Regions from separate parts of the Sus scrofa genome. Here region 1 is linked to region 2. A link is a contact called in public promoter capture Hi-C data. All regions are on one chromosome and are shown on one strand. The core of a region is the stretch at or near the end of the contact, and the rest is flanking DNA. Distances in the headings are between cores, read along the strand shown.

The links. Promoter capture Hi-C pulls out the DNA fragments that hold promoters and counts their contacts.
Region 1: a promoter capture Hi-C map of liver shows a contact between it and region 2, with 4 times the contacts expected there. The contact joins the promoter of FTH1 here to the promoter of FADS3 in region 2. A contact is called at or near these places in 2 of 5 promoter capture datasets (fetal liver and liver), 5 of 47 Hi-C or Micro-C datasets (adipose tissue, embryonic fibroblasts, fetal liver and 2 more) and 1 of 2 datasets of contacts at active chromatin or transcription factors (skeletal muscle).

What each region holds. Positions count from the first base shown.
Region 1 is chr2:9,533,248-9,536,926 of Sscrofa11.1, forward strand. FTH1 (ferritin heavy chain 1) reads left to right here and starts at 1,923. Exons shown (of 5, transcript NM_213975.1): 1 at 1,923-2,001; 2 at 2,069-2,207. The coding sequence starts at 2,094.
Region 2 is chr2:9,605,119-9,609,090 of Sscrofa11.1, forward strand. It overlaps FADS3 (fatty acid desaturase 3), which reads left to right and starts at 2,554. Exons shown (of 12, transcript NM_001206434.1): 1 at 2,554-2,939. The coding sequence starts at 2,733.

The DNA.
Region 1 (3,679 bases), core at 673-3,172, 73 kb before region 2:
TTGGCCATGCCTGTTGCCTGTGGAAGTTCCAGGGCCAGGGATCCAACCCACGCCACAGCAGTGACAACACCAGGTCCTTAACCTGCTGTGCCACAAGAGAACTCCTAGATATTCTTTAGAGCTTCCATGTTCAGGATAAAGTTAAACCCCTTTTTTGGGCCCCCAACCCTTCCTGATCTTGCCGCATGCTACCCTTCCAGACTTCTCCAATAGGGACTGTAGTTTCAGGCCAACACATTTTCTTTCTGTCTGTCTGTCTATCTTTTTAGGGCCACACGTACAGCACGTGGAGGTTCCCGGGCTAGGGGTCCAATCGGAGCTACAGCCGCCAGCCTACACCCCAGCCACAGCAACTTGGGATCTGAGCCGCATTTGCAAACTAGACCATGGCTCATGGCAAAACCAGATCCTTAACCCACTGAGCAAGGCCAAGGATTGAACCCACAACCTCATGGTTCCTAGTCGGATTCGTTAGCCATTGCACCAAAACGGGAACTCCTCAAATGTCACTCTCTTTAGGGCAGCCTTCCTTGAACTCCTATCCCAGACTGGGTAAGGCACCCTTGGTATTCACCCATCATCCTTCTTAATTTCTTGTCTGCAGCCCTAGCCCCATTAAAATTTTTTTTCCTTAAGTAACATATGTACATTTGAAATGAATAAAGACCCAAGAGAAATCGCTGTAATTCCACCAGCAACTTGTTTTCCTATTTTAGTAAAGTTCCTTTAATTTTTTGTTGTAAAGCTTTTAGAAGTACAGCTTACAGTTGGACATTTGTGAATATCCTGAAAAGGGTCTTGGGTAGGTCCCCTACCCACGTGTTGAAGGGCCTGATTAAGAATCGTGGACCCTGGGGGCAGCAGATTGGGTCTGCCTAGCTCCAGTTCTGCCACCCACGAATTCGCACCCACTCAGTGCCAGGGACACTGCTGCAAGCCACACACAGTGCCCCAGCCACTCCACGTTCTCTGGCATCTGTCCTTCATGTTCCGCGCCTTCAGCTTCTCTCCAAGGACAACCCAGGGGGTGGCTCCCTGTAGAACCGCCTGAGCCTGAAGCTCCTGGGGCTTGATCGGCCATTTCAAAATGGCCTCACAGCATCCTTTTCAGATTCAAGCAGCTTCTTTCCTCCTTTTCTAACCCCCTTGGTCTCTGAGTTGTAAGCTACCGGCCGATTTTCTCAGAACCCTGGTGGCTCACGACTCCCTCGGGAAGGCAGTCTTTCGGGGAAACACGACCCGCCCAGCCTTTGTTGTAGCAACTGCACGAGGAGCCACGTACACTTTCGGCCAAAGCCGGACCGGGCCACCAGAGCTGGAGGAGGCCCGACCCCACCTGCTTTGGGCCCCTTCCTAGGTTTTGAGGAATTGAAAGAGGGCCCTTTCCCCGCCCGACCTCTGCCTCACTCCGGGCCCACGTTCACTCTCCGGGTTCCCTATTTGCATTACCAGGCACCTCGGAGTGTGGCAACTGCAGCTCTACCGCTCTGATTTTTAACATGACCTTGGCCATAAGTCTCGGGGTGCCCGCTTGGGCTCTTGCAAGAGCCTCGACGCCCCAGGGAAGGTTTCCCGTCGGTTGCAAAACCCAGGCTGTCAGAGCCCCGAGAGTCATAGAGTCACAGCCCCGAGCTGGACTTCCTGCCCTTGCTCAGGTCGTCTCTCTCATCCCACGAAACGCACCTCAAGGCGTCTGCGCGGGACGGGGTTCCAAGACTCCCAGGCTTCGCCACCCCACCCCTTCCCTCCCCTCCCCCACCATCCCAGTGCGCCTCCCCCCACCCCCGCCCGCACCCACCGGAAGGGGCGGGGCTCCGCGCGGCGGGCAGGCGGCGTGATTGGCCGCGGCGGGGCGGACGGCCGATGCCGATATAAGAGCCGGGCCAGCGCTACCTGCGCCACAGTCTTCGCGGAGAGTCGCTGCGGTTTCCTGCTTCAACAGTGCTTGGACGGAACCCGGCGCTCGTCACCCGCCCCGGCCGGCCGCTCAGAGCCAGCCCTCGCCACCTCTTCACAGCGCCCTCGGACCGCCCCAAGGCCACCGCCACCGCTCCCGCGCCGCTGCCGCCACCACCGCTCCTCAGCCTCCCGCCATGACGACCTCGTGCTCCTCGCAGGTGCGCCAGAACTACCACCAGGACTCGGAGGCGGCCATCAACCGCCAGATCAACCTGGAGCTCTATGCCTCCTACGTCTACCTGTCCATGGTAAGCGCAGGCTTGGCCGGCGGGGGGCGGGCTCGGCCTCGGAGGCGGCGGGGCGGGGTGTGGCTAGCGGGCGGGGCCTCCCGCCTCCCGCCTCTGCGCGGTTCTGGAAAATGGAGGCTGCTCCGGGTCCCCCAGGACTTCGCAGAAATTCCGAGGAGTCGGCCCTTTCCGACTGACCCCTGGGAGTGCCCCTTTGTAGGCCGACTGCCTCTGCCCGCCCACCCCCCTCCCCCCTCCCCCTTTTTTTTCCTTGCCGCGCTTGCTGCCAGTACCATCCTGCAGTTAGGAAGGTGGATTTTCGCATTTCCATTCCGTCCTCTGCATCCGATCACGTGATCCTGGGCGGAGGCGAAGAGGTCCTGCTCCCATCCCCCAGAATACGGCGGAGCCTGCTGGGTAATGGTGTCGAATAGCAGCCCTGGGGGCTGGTGTGAAGTGCTTTATCTCCAGTGGGCTGACCACCCGAACAGCCGTCTCCACCCGTTTGCTCTGCTTATCGCCAAGTCCCACTTGAATTGAAGCACATCTCTAGAAATCTCTCCTTCCGCCACAGTTGTCTTAGTCACCCGTCCTTGCGCCTGACTACCTCCTCCTTTATTCTTTTTGTCTAAAGGTTGGGGCCTAATCGAACCCTTCGTTCTTGGATAAAGTCCATCCACAGTTACAGGGCCGGCATTTTTTCCATAGAGGGGTCAGTTTTCCAAATTCCTGGTTTTAGGCGGTGTGGTAGGAGTTGTAGAATTGTCTGACCATTACGTAAACCATCCAAGAATAGGCAGGTACCAGATGGGTTTGGAACTGGCCTGGATTTCTATGACTGCCCTTCCATTTCAGGAACACCCAGCAAGGGTCTAAAAGAACCCAGTTTTGCTTTCTACTGTTATGCCTTTATATACATTGTTGCCCACAGCCGTCTACTTCCCTAGTGGGGTACTTTTAGAAATGCATCGGTCTGGCTGTAAGCTGGCAAGTTCATGTTTTAACATGGATTAATCAAGGAGGGAGAAGGAGGAAGCACTAATAGTGCGGAGTAAATACTCCACTTTCCTCTCTTCGACCAGATGTGACACTGGCTGTAAGAATTTAACTTTGGAGTTCCTGCTGTGGCGCGATGGGGTTGGCGGTGTGTCTGGAGCGTTGGGACTTAGGTTCCATCCCTGGCCTGGCACAGTGGTTTTAGGGATCCAGCACTGCCACAACTCTCATGAGGGTCACAGCTGTGGCTCCCATCTGATCTCTGGCCCGGGAACTTCCTCAGACCAGAGGCGGCCAAAAAAGAAAAAAGAACTTTGCTCTAACACAGATCCTGAGGATGTTCCATGGTGGTGGCAAGTCCTGTGATATTCTAAATGCTCCTTGTGAACATTTTTCATTTTTGCCCTTAGGAGTGAGAACTAATGACTGTTTAGTTCGATGCAGCAACGCAGCCTGCTCTGATCTCCTTAGACCCAGACCCCTTCTTGCTGGGCTTT
Region 2 (3,972 bases), core at 1,304-3,803:
TTGTTTGTTTTTTAGGGCTGTACCTGCAGCCTATGGAGATTCCCAGGCTAGGCGTCGAATCGGAGCTGCAGCTGCCAGCCTGCACCACAGCCACAGCAATGTGGGATCTGAGCTGTGTCTGCAAGGACCTGCACCTCAGCTCATAGCGATGCTGGAACCTTAACCCACTGAGCAAGGCCAGGGATCAAACCCGCATTCTCATGGATACTAGTCGGGTTCGTGACCGCTGAGCCACAGTGGGAACTCCCCGTCTGGGCTTTGTGATTGCTCTTTCTGGGTAGGCCCAGAGCTTTTTCGGAGATTTGCCAGACCGGGCCACTGCTGCCCCCACTCCACTAAGCCAAGCCCCACTGGCCTATACCAGCATCATTTGGCTCCAGGACAGTGGCTGGCAGCACCAAAGGGGGTGGAAACGTCAACGTGTCTGAGAGGCCTGTGTCGCAGTTCAGGGGGGGCGGGGAAGCCAGCAGAGGCTGGGGGCTCTCCTTAAACCTCTTGCCCCCCCCCAAATGCTCCAACTGGCCAGACCCTCCCTTGCCTTTTAGATACTCTCTCCCCCTCCCCCTGCCTAAACCCAAGGCCCTGACAGTGGCCTCATGGCAGCTCAGGAATGTCAAGTGGTACCTCTCTCTATCCAAATAGCCTGAGAGGCCTCCCTGCCCTGATTGGGGTTTGGAGCCAGTGGAATTGCCAGTTCCCCAGGGCCTCTGACTCCAGGAAAGTTGCCAGACCCACTGGTTTGAAGCCCGAAGGAGCGCCGAAAGGCCCTGAGACTGGCAGAGACCTGCAGGCGCTATTGGTTGGGCTCTGGGGAGACAGTTTTACAGCAACTCAACTCCAGGTGGCAGGAGGGCTCAGCCACCTCTCTCTGCCTGTCGGGATGAAGGAGCTGGAGGCAGTGGCCGGCTCCTGAGCCCTGTCCTTGCTTTACCTCCCAGGGGATCCGGGGGGTGGGGGTGGGGGGGCTTCATCTTCCTCATCTCTCTGGGGGCAGCTGGGGCAGGTGGAGGTTCTAACCCCCCCAATTCCCCGCCATCTCCCGTGAACTGAGATCTGGCCAGGGCCCAGGGAAGGGGTCAAAGGTCAGCAGCTGACCACTGAGGGCTGCTGAAGATGGGGTGAGGGCAGGGCCTCTGTGGTCACCTCAGCCACACTCCTCTACCCCCTCCCACATGCTCAGGGAGGGGGCTCAGGCAGCCCACAGTTGTGATGACAAGGCCTTATTTGTTGTCCTGGCAATTGGATGCAGGTACTCCTGGTACCAAGGAGAACCCAGAGGCCCCCCTCAGTTCTTTGGTCCCCAGCCCACCTGTCCCATGAATGTTAGTGACAATGATGTCCTGCAAGTTGTTAAACCAAGATACAAATGTTAGCACATCAGAAAACGATACTTAGGTTTCTCAAATTGTGTTCCCCAGGCCGGCACATCCGCCTCACCCCATCAGCATCACCTGGGAACTTGCCAGAATGCAATCTTGGAGTACCCTGGTGGCCTAGGGACAAAAGGATCTGGCATTGTCACTGCCGTGGCTCAAGTACTATCCCTGGCCTGGGAACTTCCACATGACACTGGGTGCAGGAAAAAACAAAACAAAAACAAAACGCCATTCTTCATGCCCCCCAAAGCAAACCTGCTGGCTGAGTGCCATCTGGGCGTGAGTCTAGTAGTCTGTGTCCTCACAGGCCCTAAAGTCTTGATTCTGATGTTCAATCCAGCTTGACACCTGCTGCCCTGTAGCATAACCATAGCCTGATTTCATTCCATGTTGGCTGTGAATTCTTAATTTTTAGGAACAGGTATCTTTGTCTCAAAAACAAGGGTAGGGGAGCAACCGACACTCTCAAAAGGATTTTAGGACAAAATAGGGGAGGGTACTATCAGGAGCAAGCCAGCCAGCCCAGCATCGTCATCTGGTGAACGGCGGCACCCCACTCCCCTGCCCCTGCTCCCCTTTCGCCCCACGGGCCACCCCGCCTCATCCTCAGCCCTGCAGTCCTGACCGCAGGAAGACCACCGACCTCCACACAGTCCCCCGGGGGTGGGGGCGGTCAGGCCAATAACCTCAGCCCCGACGGGGCAAGCTCGCTGTGCCGATGCTGGGGACGCATGGTCTGAGAGCTGGTGACGGTCACCCCGAGGTAGTGTCCCCACCTCCCCCGTGCGCTCAGAATGTAACGTTGTCGGAGGCGCGGCGGCACGCCCATCATTTGCAGACTCTGGGCCCGCAGCGGGCGGGCGCGGCCGGCACCGGCACAGCGGCGTGGGCTTTTCATCCTTCTGACCCCGCCCCGCCCCGCCGGGCGCGAGCCGGGTTGCGGACCGTGCCCCCCACCGGCCGGGGCGTGGTGGCCGCGGTGCCTCGCGGGCGGGGAGCGCCCGCCTCGACGCCGCCCTCCCCGCCCGCCCCGCCGGAACGCGGCGCAGCCAATGGGGGTCGAGTCGCTGCGCGGGGATTGGGGCAGGCGCGCGGCCGGCGGCGGCGGCGGCGGCGCGGGGGCCGGGGCGCGGGGAGGGGGCGAGGCGAGCGCTGTCAGCGCGGTTATAAGGGCAGGAAAAGTTGCCCGCGGAGAGCCGGGCAGGCGCACGCTCGTACGGCGGCCGCAGCGGCAGGGCGGGGCCGCGGAGCAGCGGGTGGCGGCGGAGGAAGTCCCGGAACGCGACCTCGCTCCCCTCGGGGTCTCGCTTGGGCCTCGGCGGGGTCCCGGGATCGCCAGGACTTTTGCACGCAGCCATGGGCGGCGTCGGGGAGCCCGGCGGGAGACCCGCGCAGCTGGGGGCGCCGCTGCCCACCTTCCGCTGGGAGCAGATCCGCCCGCACAACCTGCCGGGCGACAAGTGGCTGGTCATCGAGCGTCGCGTCTACGACATCAGCCGCTGGGCACAGCGGCATCCGGGGGGCAGCCGCCTCATCGGTCACCACGGCGCGGAGGATGCCACGGTAAGGCCGCCCACCGCGGGCGGGGCGGAGTCTGGCGCTCGGTGGGGCCTGGTCGTGGGCACCGTGTCCTGCTCCACCCGCGGGGTCTTAGCATTCCCCCCTGCTCTCGCTGACCTTTGACCTCCCGGCCGGGGACCCAGATGTGGGATGGACGAGCCGGGGCCTGATGGGGAGTAACGAGGCCACTTCCCAGCATGGAGAAGCCGCACGCCGGGCCGTGGACCAGGGCTGGGCTGGAGCACATCTGTGTGGGAGGAAGGGGCTCTCGGAGGTGGGTGTGTCATGGCAGAAAGAGCTTGATGCCCCAGGTGAGGGTCTTCCCTGATGCTCTGAGGTTCCTCCTCTCGGTTCTGGGTGCCCCCAGACCAGGTTCCTCATGCTGGATGCTTGCTGGATGCCAGAGGTAGGGCGGGTTCCCCGGAGGCTGGCAGGGATGTGCCATCAGAGGCTAGAGGCTGGGCAGCAAAGCTTGGGCAGGGCCTCAAGGTCTGTGGCTTTCCCAAAAGCTGCTGTAAATGGCCGTGAGGGGCGGTGACTCACCTCTCCTGGGCTGGCCGCTGCATGTGGGAGAATTTTGCCAGTCAGGCTGGGTGGGCCTCTTTGGGAAGGCCCAGTCATCCCAGGAACAGGGTGGCCCCTGTAGACCCCAACTTCCCCTTTCCAGCCATGTCTAGACATGTCATGGTCAAGGAGGAATGTGGCCTGTCCAGGGGGACATCTGGCAGAGCAGCTCTCAGGACGTGACTCCTCATCAGCCCCTTTTCCCACCGTTCCCCACCTAGACAGTAGGACTCAGGGCCAGGATACACTGGCCTTGACCATCCAGAATCCTAGGTCGGTCCCACTGGGTACCAAGAAGAAGGTCTTCGAGATTCCAGGGGATGAATCCCTAACGGGTGGAACTGTAGGAAGCAAAAGAAATTGGGTCCCATCCCAGGAGGGTCCGTGTCCCTGGTACCAGGACCTTCTGCCATGAGTTGGCGCCTGAAAGGTTGGGGTCAGAAGCCTCCCGAAGCTCTAGATCCTGACAGAG